Regions from separate parts of the Gossypium arboreum genome. Here region 2 is linked to region 1. The links are chromatin contacts, called in public Hi-C maps. All regions are on one chromosome and are shown on one strand. Each heading gives the region's core, a stretch centred on a gene start, on an enhancer-like site or on the middle of the called end of the contact. The rest is flanking DNA. Distances are from core to core; before and after follow the strand shown. Region 1 has its middle 13 kb from the start of LOC128287642. Region 2 holds the start of LOC108463293 (9-cis-epoxycarotenoid dioxygenase NCED2, chloroplastic-like).

Region 1 (6,131 bases), core at 1,864-4,363:
GTGCTTTTCAAAAATGCTTTTAGAACAAAAAAATGCTTTGCAAAAACACTTTTTTTTTTTGTCAAAAGGAGAAATAGAAAATTTTAACTTTTGCTAAAAAGTGCTTTTTGGCCTAAAAATATTTCTAAGTAATGCTAAATTGAGCCTAAGTCTGAACTACATTAGCAAATCTTTGTGCTTCGTTCTTCTATCATCTCTTCGTTTACTGGTTGGTATATTATTAATATCTTGAGAATTCAATTAAAATATTTTAAATTTTAAGGACCAATTTAGAATAGTAACGATAACTTATTGATTAAAAGTTAAAGAAATAAAGGACATTGTTAAGTAATTATTAGTTTCCACTTTAAAATTAAAGAATTAATTATTATACTAGTTTATGGCATACACATAGCGTGGATGAAGATTATGTAAAAACCAATAAAGTTTCTTGTTGAAATGGTAAAATTAAGAGCTTAGAGACTAATATGTGTTAGGCTCAAATTTTAAGATGCATGGAATTTTTTAGATTTATTTTAATTTTAAAATGTTTTATGTAGATATTATATAAAATACATGCATCATTTTTTTAAAATGTTTAGATTAATCATATCATGTACTTATTAATAGTATAGAAATGGTGTACCTACTTGGAGAAGGTGTGGAGGGAAGATTAGGTCCGTACAATCCAGCAATTCCCACAAACTCTATCTCCCCTTATATAGCTTTGTTATTAATAATCCATTGAGATGGATTAAATACAAAAAGAATGAAATCAATACCTAACATTAATGACCATTTACATTTATACAATGAAATAAATAGTATAAGTTTTGTTATTTCACATCAACTTTCTAAATTAATGGACCTCATCTTTGATACATCAACTTTGCAGACTTACAAACTTTTGGGTTTCGAATAATCAACTCGTTTTGTTATATTAATTAATTAACTAACTAATTCGTTAATGCCTTTGTGTACGTTAATTGGATTAGAAGATAAAGATGGTACAAGTTTTAATAACTTGAAACCTACGTAATCAATGACCACATCTCATGTCTTTACATTTTTCTTCATTTTAGACGCAATCACCCAATCTATCCTTCCTATTCCCACTTTCAATTTTGTTTTATACCTAATCATGTAGGATAATGTATTCAAACTCTATAATCATAATCTATTTTTAAGTGCTTACAACTTTATATTCTTACTATACTATTCTTTTATTCTCTATAAATTGGATGCCTCCTTGGTCTCCTACAACCCAAATTGAAATCTATGATAATTTCAAATTACATTTATCTCTTTTCTTACCAACATAAATTACTTGGTTTTTTATAAATTAAAATATCTTTCAACCCGGGACCTCATATGATGACTTGATAATTAAGAGTGTTCACTGCTTCAAATTTGATCTAGTTTTGAGTTATGCTAGTCACGTTTATTGTTCGGGTTTTGCCTTGTTTTTGTAATTTACCAAAAAAAAATCTTCCAACTCACTATTTTTTATTTTTAGGAATTTAATTTTATTTATTTATCGGAGTTAAAATGTAAGTTCAATCATTTAATAGAAAAATTTTAATGATATTAATAATTAAATTTAAAATATAAAAAAATAAATGTAGGACACTAATTTCGCACTTTTTTTAATTCTCATCCGAAGAGTTTAATCATAATTCAAAATCAAATCAGAAAAGTACAGCCATCAAAGTTGTTTTCACTGTGTTTTTAAGTTAGTAGATCCTCGCTATGCATCGGTAAATTAATAAATTTATTATAATAAATTATACAAATACATGCAATAAATTAAGAAATGACCCTAAAATAATATGATATTTTAAATAAACCACGTATAATTTTTTACATGAGATCATTTTGGTCCCAACAATTTTAAAATAAAAATAAAAATATATATCTAATTTGGTCATTACCATAATGCCCTCTTGAAATATTTAAAGAGATTACTGATTTCACTAAATATAAAACCATTTCGATGTTGAATTAATTCGATCCCATATAATGGGATAGCTTTTATAGTGGTTATAGTTTTGATTTAAAATAAAACAAGGAAATTATGGATAAAAGTATTAAGGAAGCCCCTGTATTTAGGAGTGGATCATATTTCAACCTATCTACTAAAAATATGGTAAATTAACCTTTCTATATTTTAAGACGTGCAAATTAGTTCTTTCATTAATTTTCTTTTTGTTAAATAGTGATGTGGAACATGCTAAAAATTATTTTTTATAGGTGAATTATAAAAATGGTCAGCCAATTATTTTTTTTGTTCTATTTTAGTCACCCAATTATTAAATTTTTCGATTTAGTCACTAAATTTTTCTAAATTAAATATTTTAGTCATTTTGAGCGGATTTGGGCTTTTGTACTGGTCTAATAACAAAATTAGCCCTCTAATGTTTACACATTCTACTAATTTGGTCCCAAACTATAAAAAAATTTCAACTAATTTAACCCTAAACGTTTACAAAATTTGTCATTTTAATTCTAATTTTAAAAAAGTAAATAAATTTATTCATCAACATTTATGAAATCATCAATTTATTTCTAGCTCTAAAATTTTAAAAATATTTTAAAAAAATTATTTTTAACCCTTTATGACTCATCGACTAACTTATATGAGATATTAAAATAGGAAAAGAATACCCTCTTTAAAATTACTTGTATCAATTTCTTTTACTATAATTTAGACATCATACTAAACTAAATTAATTAATTTAAAATTTATCTGAAATAACTAGCTGCATTACTATTTGAACAGATAATGTTTTCAATGTTTTTTCTTTTGAATCTAATTTTATTATCACATAATTTTGTTTTATCTCAAATTATGTGATGATGTTTTGTTTGATAGGTTATATCGTGGAAGATGATTGGTCGTTATTATTTATTATTCGCTAACCCCAAACATCCAATCATGCATGCCGATTTGATTGTCACGTTTTGATGCAAACAAAATTAATAAAAAGACAACCTTAGTTAGAAGATGTTTGGATCAATCCAACGTGTGTGTGTCTCAACATTTATAAAAGTTGGCGTGAAGGGTACTATAACCCCCATAATCTATTGCCACGTAAAGATTTTCCGACAAGATATTTCACCTGATGGGTGTCGGGCCCAATCATACATCTTACGGCAGATTTTGGACACGTGTAAATCGCCGTGTTTTTGGCTTGGTATAACCGAATAGTTTACCTAGTCAAGTGAGGGTGACTCACAGTTACTAAAATTTGTGCTTTCTTTTTTGCATGCAAAGGTAGTTGATTATGACATTTAATAATACCGTTTTTATAAGGGAAAAAAGAAATCCTAGTTTGGTCTATTAGTTAGTGTCTTTAAAATAGTATATCTGTTTCACTTTCCAAAAATAAAAAATCAAAAAGTTTATCTGCTTCTGGAATTGACTTTTTATATTATTTATATAAGTAGTATATATGCTTAACACATTAAAAACAATTAATAAGAAATATTAATTGGATGCCTTTTAAGTGATATATATTAGAAGAAGATTACAATTGATGCATTATTTTTTAAAGAAAAAAATAGTGAAAGTAAATGCAAATAAGTTTATTGGTTTATTAATGAAAAGTTGGGGAGAAATTTTAGATTAATCATAATTTATCATTTTACTCGAACATAACTTATAAAATAGACACGAAGAATACTAAAAATTAAAGTGATAAATCAAGAAATTAAATCTTTTGGAATTCTTTTATAGAGAAATCATATTCTTTATCTCTAATTAAATTAGTACGAGATAAATGATACATAAAAGAGTTTAATTCTTATCTAACACAAAGAAGTTTTTGATAAAAAAAGGTCACCCTCAATCATTTTACATGTTCATAAGTTTAAGAAATTTAAAAATTTTATGCAAAAATCTCTCATACTTTTGCTCTCTCTATTGAAATTCTTAAACAGGAATTTATATTCTCAAAATTCTACATTGAAACAATTAGGCACAAGTCTCCATTTGAAGACGATAGGATCAAAGAGCTGCTTAAAGAGCAAAAAGGAGAAAAATTAATAGTTTATTTTTTACTGAAAAAGGAGACTAAAAATAATTAGATTGGAAAATAATAACTGGACTCTAAGTCTATGGTATTTTCCATGAACCAGTTATTATTTACATGTGATCAAGGAACAACATTTTTTTCTCTTTAAGCAGGTCCTTTGATCCTATCATCTTCAAGTGGAGACTTTAGTCTAATTATTTCAATGGAGTATTTTAAGAATTTCAAAGGAGAAGATAGAAGCGAGAGGATTAGAAGAGGGAAGAAAACGTAGCGAATTAGTCTAATTATTTATCTTTTTAAATAATTTAATTAAATTTAAATTGAGTTAAAGAGAAGATAGTATAGGATGTGTGTATATCAATATTTTCTTTATTGATCTCTTCTCACATTCTTCGACTACCGATTTCTCTGCTTGCATTTTTGATAGTCAAAATGAGTCTTTTGTTGCCCCTTTTGTATTGAGGAATTTCGTGATGCAATTATGAGTATGCACCCCAATAAAGCACTTGGTCCTGATGGTATGAATTCGGGATTCTTTCAACGGTGTTGGTCTATTTTGGGTACCGATGTTTTCAGTCAATATTGTTCGTGGTTGAATAATGGAGCTTTTCTTGATTTTATTAACGAAACTTTGAGTATTTTAATTCCCGAGAATGATAAACTAGATAGCTTAAAAGATTTGAGGCCTGTTGCGCTTTGTAACATTCTCTACAAGATAGTGGCAAAAGTTCTTGCTAACTGTCTTAAGAAAATTCTGCCTTCCATCATTTCTCCCATGCAATATGTTTTTGTTCCAGGACGTCGATCATTAATAACGTTTGATCACTTTTGAGCTTATCCACTATATGAATAATAAAGGTCACGGTAAGTTGGGTGAGATTGCTTTGAAGTTAGATGTTAGCAAAGCGTATGACCGTATCGATTGGGATTTTCTTCAATTTATTATGCAAAAAATGAGTTTTTCTATGCTGGGTGAATTGGATCATAATGTGTGTCACTATGGTTAATTATTCCATCTATTTGAATAGCCATGAGGCGGGTCCTATTCCTCCACATCGAGGTTTGTGTCAAGGAGATCTTTTGTTGCTTTACCTCTTTTGTCTTGTGTACTGATGGGCTGAATTATTTACTCTGTAAGGTAGAAGCAAGGGGTGACCTTCATGGTATTTTTGTGTGTCGTGGAGGATCCTCGATTTCTCATTTGCCTTTTGCTGATGACAACTTCCATTTCTTTTCTAAGCGACTGGGGTTGAGTGATCTACAGTTAAAGAATTTTTTGTTGACAACGAGGAAGCATTGGGTCATGCTATTAATTTTTAGAAATCAAGGATTATGTTCAGTTCAAACATGAAGCTTTATGATAGAAATGTGGGGTACTCGTTGTTCGGTGTTTCGACTCTTTTAGAGCACGATAAATATCTTGAGCTTCTTTCTTTGAATTGGAGAAATAAGAAACATGTTTTTTTTATTTTTATTCGGGACAGGTAGAACAAGCGTATCAATAGTTGGAAGAATCTTTTGTCGAAACTATTAAAGGAAGCTGTTATTAAGACGGTTGCATGGGTTTTACCCATTTTTTGCATGAGTATCTTCATGATCCCTCTCTATACTTGTGACACCTTGCCAAAAATGATGAACTCGTATTGGTGGGGCTCTAGGGGCGATGATCGTAGAAATTACATTGGTCATCTTTGGACAAGTTTTGTGTTCCAAAAAGGGTAGGTGGCTTGGGTTTCTGTGACCTCTATTGCTTCAACTTGACAATGCCCGGTAAGCAGGATGCGAGATTTATTACATAGCCAGAGTCTCTTCTAAGTCGATTCTTCAAAGCTAAATATCTTCCACAATGTGGATTTTTCGATGGCGAAGAAGGTTATAATCCTTCTTTTGTTTGGAGGAGTATTTATGCTGCTATGCATCTCTTTGAGAAAGGCTTTAGGTGGCGAATGGGAAATGGTGAGACTATTTGTGTTTTTTAGGACCCATGCTTGGAAATAACAAAAATTTCTACATTGATTCCAACCCTTTGCGAGGTATGGAAGAGTTGAAGGTGCGTGACTTGCTTTATGAAAATGTGTTGACTTCGCCAGGTATGGAAGAGTTGGTGGAAAGCATCTT
Region 2 (6,131 bases), core at 2,082-4,581, 73 kb before region 1:
TTTCATAATGTAAAAACATCATACTGGATACATGGACCCTCCAAGCATTGCAGCACTAAGAATAATATGTGTAGATAAGCTTAAAGCGATCCCCCACCCCCAATAATTGAGATTTATGCTCAAGTTGGATCCTCAAACATTGCATACTCTCAGCAAAGGATAGAGTTTCCAGAAAAGTTCAAAACTTCATCAGCAAATGGCATGGCGACAAGGTGCTAAACATTGTTGCAACAGTTTTACCTCATCATCTACAATGTTCATCAATAAAATATCATTGATATTTCTTAGTGTGACCAATATTTTAAAGAGTCCATTTCTTTTTGTAACATCATTTCCCCATCTATGACTTTTGAGTTATGATTTTTACATCTGAAGCACTCTGTAGGAAACCCTATTTTCACTATGGGAATCTAATTTCATTCACTTTTTCAAGTTCTTCAGAAGAAAAAAAGAAAGAGGGAGGGGGGGGGGGCTATCAAAGTTGACTTACTTTTAATAAAAGTCATCGACAAGTTGAGTTAAATCACCCTTTATGTTCCCCATTTCAAATATCTGAGTCATTGTTCGATACTTTAGGTGTTTTAGCTCCTCCCACCATGATGTTTTTAGCTGTGATTGGGTAGCAAATGAGCCTTACACTACCAACAGCATGCTGCCACTTATGTCACCTTGCTTTAAGAGAGACTATTTCAGTTTTTTCATATATTTAAAGAATCTTTCGATATAAATGTTAAACACGGGATTATGAGACCCCGGCACTATCAACTTCAGGTATTGCAGTAGATCAGTTAAAACCTGAAAACTAGTAAAAGGGTTATTAGGTAACAGATTTGATTACTTAAAATAGGGGGTCCAATCTCCACTCTGTCGTTTGAACCAATCCTTGAATGATTTAACATTAAACCGTGCTGCTTTCTCATTTGCCCATTGTTCTAAATTCCACAAATGTTCTTTTTTTAAAATAGACCAACCATCAGATATCTAAAAATTAACAACATTGACTTCCTGTCGGCTGTCTGAGCAAAAATAATCTATGCACTGTAAATTTTAAGAGAATTAAAATGGTAAATAGCAGCGGTAACTTAATAGTATATACTGACATGCATATATGTAGTGTAAAGTTGAAGTATTTTTACAACAAAACAGAGAAATTATACACTGCATATTTCCTTGTAATTAATGCACACAAGTGAAAGAATAAACAGGGATCAGCTGAGCTTCAATACTTCCTATACACAGAAAAACTACAAGCCGGTCACATTAAAATATAAACCAAGGGACTAATCCAAAAAACAGGGTTATCAAAAGCTATGAAACAGAGTGAGAGATTCCGGGGACAGTATATGCAAACATCCCTCTGGTAAATCTCTCCTACTAACTTGTTAAACCATCTAGAAAAATTGATGATAACAAGGTTGTTGAAACTGAATTAGGCTTGCTTCTCCAAGTCCTTGGAGCTTATGAATGTTCCATGGAAACCGTACGGAACTCGAGATGGAAGCTTTACTGTGGCTTCTACCTCTAAATTCATGGCGTTCACAATCTGCACTTCTGATTTCCAGGTCCTCTCGTCATGAACGAAGGCCAAAATGTAACCGTCGTCTTCGTTCTCCAAATTGGGGTTTCTAGGGAAGAATAAAGGTTCACCCCCATACCTTTGGTCTCCATAGATATACTTTTTTATTTCTCCGGTCGAGAGATCAACTTTGGCAAACCCTGACACTTTAGGCCAAGGCTCAGCAAGGGCTAAATATGCGTACCTGGTTTTTCTTCCGAGCAAGTTTCGGTTCACCATCCCTGCCTCCAAGTTAACTTGTTCGGAATCCGGAATGATGTGGCGGCGTGTCGACTTGGCGGTCCTCAAATTCAATCTGATTTCAGACAAGACACTCTTGAGACTCTCATCACATTCATTGAAAATGGAATCCGGGGGTGTCATGCAGGAACCAATCACAACAACTTCATCAGTTTCTGGCTCTTCCCAAGCATTCCAAAGATGGAAACAAAAGCAATCAGGTGCCTCAACCCATGTAATCCCAGAAGCATCAGTGGCATTCTTGTCCAAAATCCCAAACCTTGACATCTTGTTCTTGTCATATACAACTGGGGAACCACCGTGAATCATTTCAGGCAATTTGAACACCACTTGCTGGTCAGGAATCACCACCAAGTTCTCGGTGATGGCGAAATCGTGGATCATTGTCGGACCGTCTACTGGGATATCAACATCAGGTGATTTCTTACCATCGGGTGAAAAACGGAAGTACTTAAGATATGGCTTTTGGATGACATCATAGCTAAGAGCAAAGAATTCACCGGTTTCAGGATCAACCTTGGGGTGAGCAATCATTGTTGATTTTAACTGACCATCAAAATCATATCTACCAACAGTTTCCAAGTCCCCAGATGGAGTAACACGAACATGGTAAGGCAAATCATCTTCGGACATAGCAAGGAGATGACCATTAAAACAAACAAGTCCAGCGTTAGCAACTCCAGTGCCATGGCTTGGATCAACAAGCCCAAATAGGCCACGAGCATAGAAAAGCAACAGCCTAGCTATACCAGAGTGACCATGGAGTTCACCGATGGCCTTGGGGAAAACTGGACGCCCCAAAGCTCGTTCTTGAACCAGACGGTTGGTTTCGGTGAACCTACATGCATAACTAGCAGAGCCATTTTGGAACTGAACCGCATGAACCATACCGTCCCCGTCGAAGAAATGATGTCCGGCGACAGGTTCGTGAAGTGGGTTGGCTCCGTTTCGAACGTAGACTCCTTGTAAACAGTCTGGGATTGTTCCAATAACAGGGAGGTTATGCTTGACCGGTTGGTCTGGCACTGGAGCAAAGTTGCCAGATATTTGAACAGCGGGGTCAGCTGTTTTGGGAAGAGGATGGTGACGCTCGTGAGAAACCAAAGCGTTCTCCACCACATCTAAAGCCATAGCTGCAGCTCTTTGGAAAGGATTCCAGTGTTGGGGTTGAGGTTTCACTGCGTTTTTAGTGGTATAATCAGTGGATGATTGATTAGGCAAAAGAAGAATGGAAGGCGTTTGAAGAGAGCATGAAATGTTTGGCTTTCTACGAGTCCTTTTCAAAGGCATAGAACCCAAATTCAGAGACGAAGAGAAACAAGTTGAAACTGGAAGAAATTTACAATTAGTAGTAGATACTGCCTGTGATGAAGAGGAAGCCATTGTTGGTGATTGAAAATGTAAGAAATTAGAATGTGAGATTCAACCTTTTTTTTTTTTTTAATTTATGTATGTATTTGTATTTGTATGGGAATTGGGTCAAAAGAGTAGGAGGGGGAGGGGGAGGGGGACGGGGAGGGTGACAATAATGGGAGTTCGAAAGAAGGTTTATATAGAAAAACAAAGTGGACATCAACTCCAAACTCCTAAAATACATAAGAGAACACCACGTGTTGCATTTTTATAGCATAGATAAAAGGGCCAACTCAATACAAATTTATTTGTTTTCATGTCCGGTGAACACAATTTTATTAACTTCACCTATGATTTTGTAAATTAATTTTAAGTGGGTGCGGTGCTAGGGGAAGTTACTGTTTGTGGGACACACCCCTACATAAAGTTGGTCTCAATTTCCTATAATTAAATATAATCATTTTCTTTTACCAAAATCAAAACCCCAAAAGTTGTTTAAATTAATTACTTAATCCAGTCATAATTAGGTATGCTATTTGACAGCATTATTGTTATTATTGTGGTTTTATCCTCCTCCATTTTAAATCGAGGAAAGTAATGTAAAATTTACAAATAATTGGATTATCAATCAAGTTTTAGTTAAAATGATAAATGTGAAGATTTTAAGTAATTAATTAAAACGTGTAGGTTTTCAAAATTCATAATAAATACTGCTGTTATGAGTGAATTTTATTTCTGTGGGTTTTGAGGTTGCTATCTTGTTTTCCTTTCCACCATGAACAAGAGAGTGGTAAACAATTATTGGAAGCATTCAAGTTCCAATCGTGGGCTTTTCGTCAAATATGGTGTGTTATTTTTACTAAAGTTAGTATTATATAGATTTTATATCCAAAATACTCAACTTTAGCTAACAACCGTATCCTAGCAAAATATTTATTTATAAAAGCATGTGTTTTTGAGTGCATGGGTGACCCTAAAACCACTGAAAAGGTTTAATATTATAGTATTTTCACTTTATAATACACAATTAAATAAGTGAACACACGGTTGATTAAATTGCTGAAAGATAATCTTTTCATTATTTAACTTTTCATCATCTCTATCATCTTAATTTATAACAAAATACATTTTCTCCAACCTTTTCATGTGTCAACCCGCTAGTGGCCGCTTGCTAAAAATAATTACATCTGGTAACTTTTTCATTAAATATTGAATTAATATATTATAAAATAATTTATATTGTCACTAAAGTATAAACACTTTTAATACATTCAATATTTTATTTTATTATCATATGCAAAATAAGATTAATTGAGTTTATCGATAGACCTACCTGGGACACCTTTTATCATTTCATTTATTCATCAACTTTGTTTCAACAATACACATACAAAGATAAATTGTTCGTCAATCGTTAAAGCTTTCATATTTTTTTTTTAGTTTTGTACGTTCAGTAAAAAGAAGTAATTTGATTACTTACTTTAAAATTTTAAATTTTTAATCATTAATATTGAAAGCTTTAAAAAAATAGAATTGCGTATATTGTTTGTCACTCTTATAGCACGCTTTTATTTTTTCTTCTCTAGTTTTCCAATCATTTTGATCTCTTGTGTCATCGTCTACTATGGAGGAATACCTTGCTGGAATTTGTTTGGCTGATGGGGAGGATCAGCCTAGTAATTTAGTGCAAGTGATGAAGTTGTTAAGAACAAGTGAAAATTGTTTAGTAGGTTGTTTTTCTAATAGCAAGTATTGTTCATTTTCCAACCATGAAAGAACACTTTAGTGAATATTGACATCTTATATAGGAGGTGTTACTATTACGGATATGGGAGATAAAAGATACTTATTCATATTCTACTTTGAAATAGATGTAGATTGAGTGATTGATGGAGGGCATGGACATTTAACAACCATTTGTTATTAACCTATTGGTCAGAGAAGGGGGAGGATCCAATGACAGTTCCAATTGTTTTTGTGAATTGTTGGTTACAAATTCATGATCTAAAACCGTGTTCTTCAAACCAACATATATGCTTTCTCTCCAACTTGAATTAGCATTTGTGAAAGCATCAATTTTTATATATATGTATGTGTCACTAGACTAGAATTTTAGTAAGCCTAACTCTCACAAAGTAAAAATTCTCAATAAAAATTCCCCAAGGTACCGAAAATTAAAGTGAAAACGACTCAAAATGAAAGAGTAATGTGTTAGAATTAAGTGACCCAAAATTCTTATTTAAATAAAATACGATGGAAAATAAAATAAAAGTAAAATCCATATAGAACTAGACTTCTTTTATTTTATTTTAGAATAAGGTTTTAAACCTTATTAAACTCCATCTATTTTATATTGATTAGATAAGGTGTTTCAATCCTACTAGAATATGGCTTTGCAAGCCTATAAATAGACGTAGTCTATTCCTCTTGTATTTGAGTAAAATTTTTCGACATAGTGAATTTTCTTCTCCTCTGCCGTGGTTTTTTTTCCGAAAGGGTTTCCACGTAAAATTTATGTGTTCTTTATTTTTATTTATTTTATTCTATTTTATTTTTCACAAATTGGTATCGAGCTTCGGGTTATTCATCTCGATCACGGTAATGGCGTCTTTGAAGTATGAAATTCATTGTTGGATCGCAACACCGATTTGCGTTGTGGCAAATTAAGATGCAAGCGCTTCTTGCAGATGGATCTAGAGGATGCCCCGCTAGGATAGATAAGATGCCTTCGACATTAACGAGATGAAGAGAAGAAACGTAAGGATCGAAGGCATTAACACAATTACATCTGCATTTGTCCAACGAAATTTTGCAGGATGTGATGAAAGAGAAAACTGCCACGCATTATGGAAGAGGCTAGAACAAATATGTATGTCGAAAACTCTAACAAGCAAGTTGCATATGAAGCGGCGTCTTTATGCTCATCGTTTGGAGGAAGGTGCGTCAGACACGAACACTTAAC

The links. Hi-C and Micro-C count contacts between places; a contact is called where the count stands out from the background.
Region 2: a contact with region 1 is called in a Hi-C map of leaf, with 3 times the contacts expected there. The contact joins the promoter of LOC108463293 here to the enhancer-like site in region 1. A contact is called at or near these places in 2 of 5 Hi-C or Micro-C datasets (both in leaf).

The regions. Positions count from the first base shown.
Region 1 is chr13:115,299,888-115,306,018 of ASM2569848v2, reverse strand. No RefSeq gene overlaps it. Among protein-coding and RNA genes, the nearest start is that of LOC128287642, 13 kb to the left of the region's middle. Within about 2 kb of position 3,113, at least 1 of the 2 cell types and tissues checked has an H3K27ac peak or open chromatin away from gene starts, as enhancers often do. A contact at or near this core is called in leaf, where this site is marked.
Region 2 is chr13:115,373,339-115,379,469 of ASM2569848v2, reverse strand. LOC108463293 (9-cis-epoxycarotenoid dioxygenase NCED2, chloroplastic-like) reads right to left here and starts at 3,331. Exons shown (of 1, transcript XM_017763241.2): 1 at 1,130-3,331. The coding sequence starts at 3,199. The coding sequence ends at 1,430.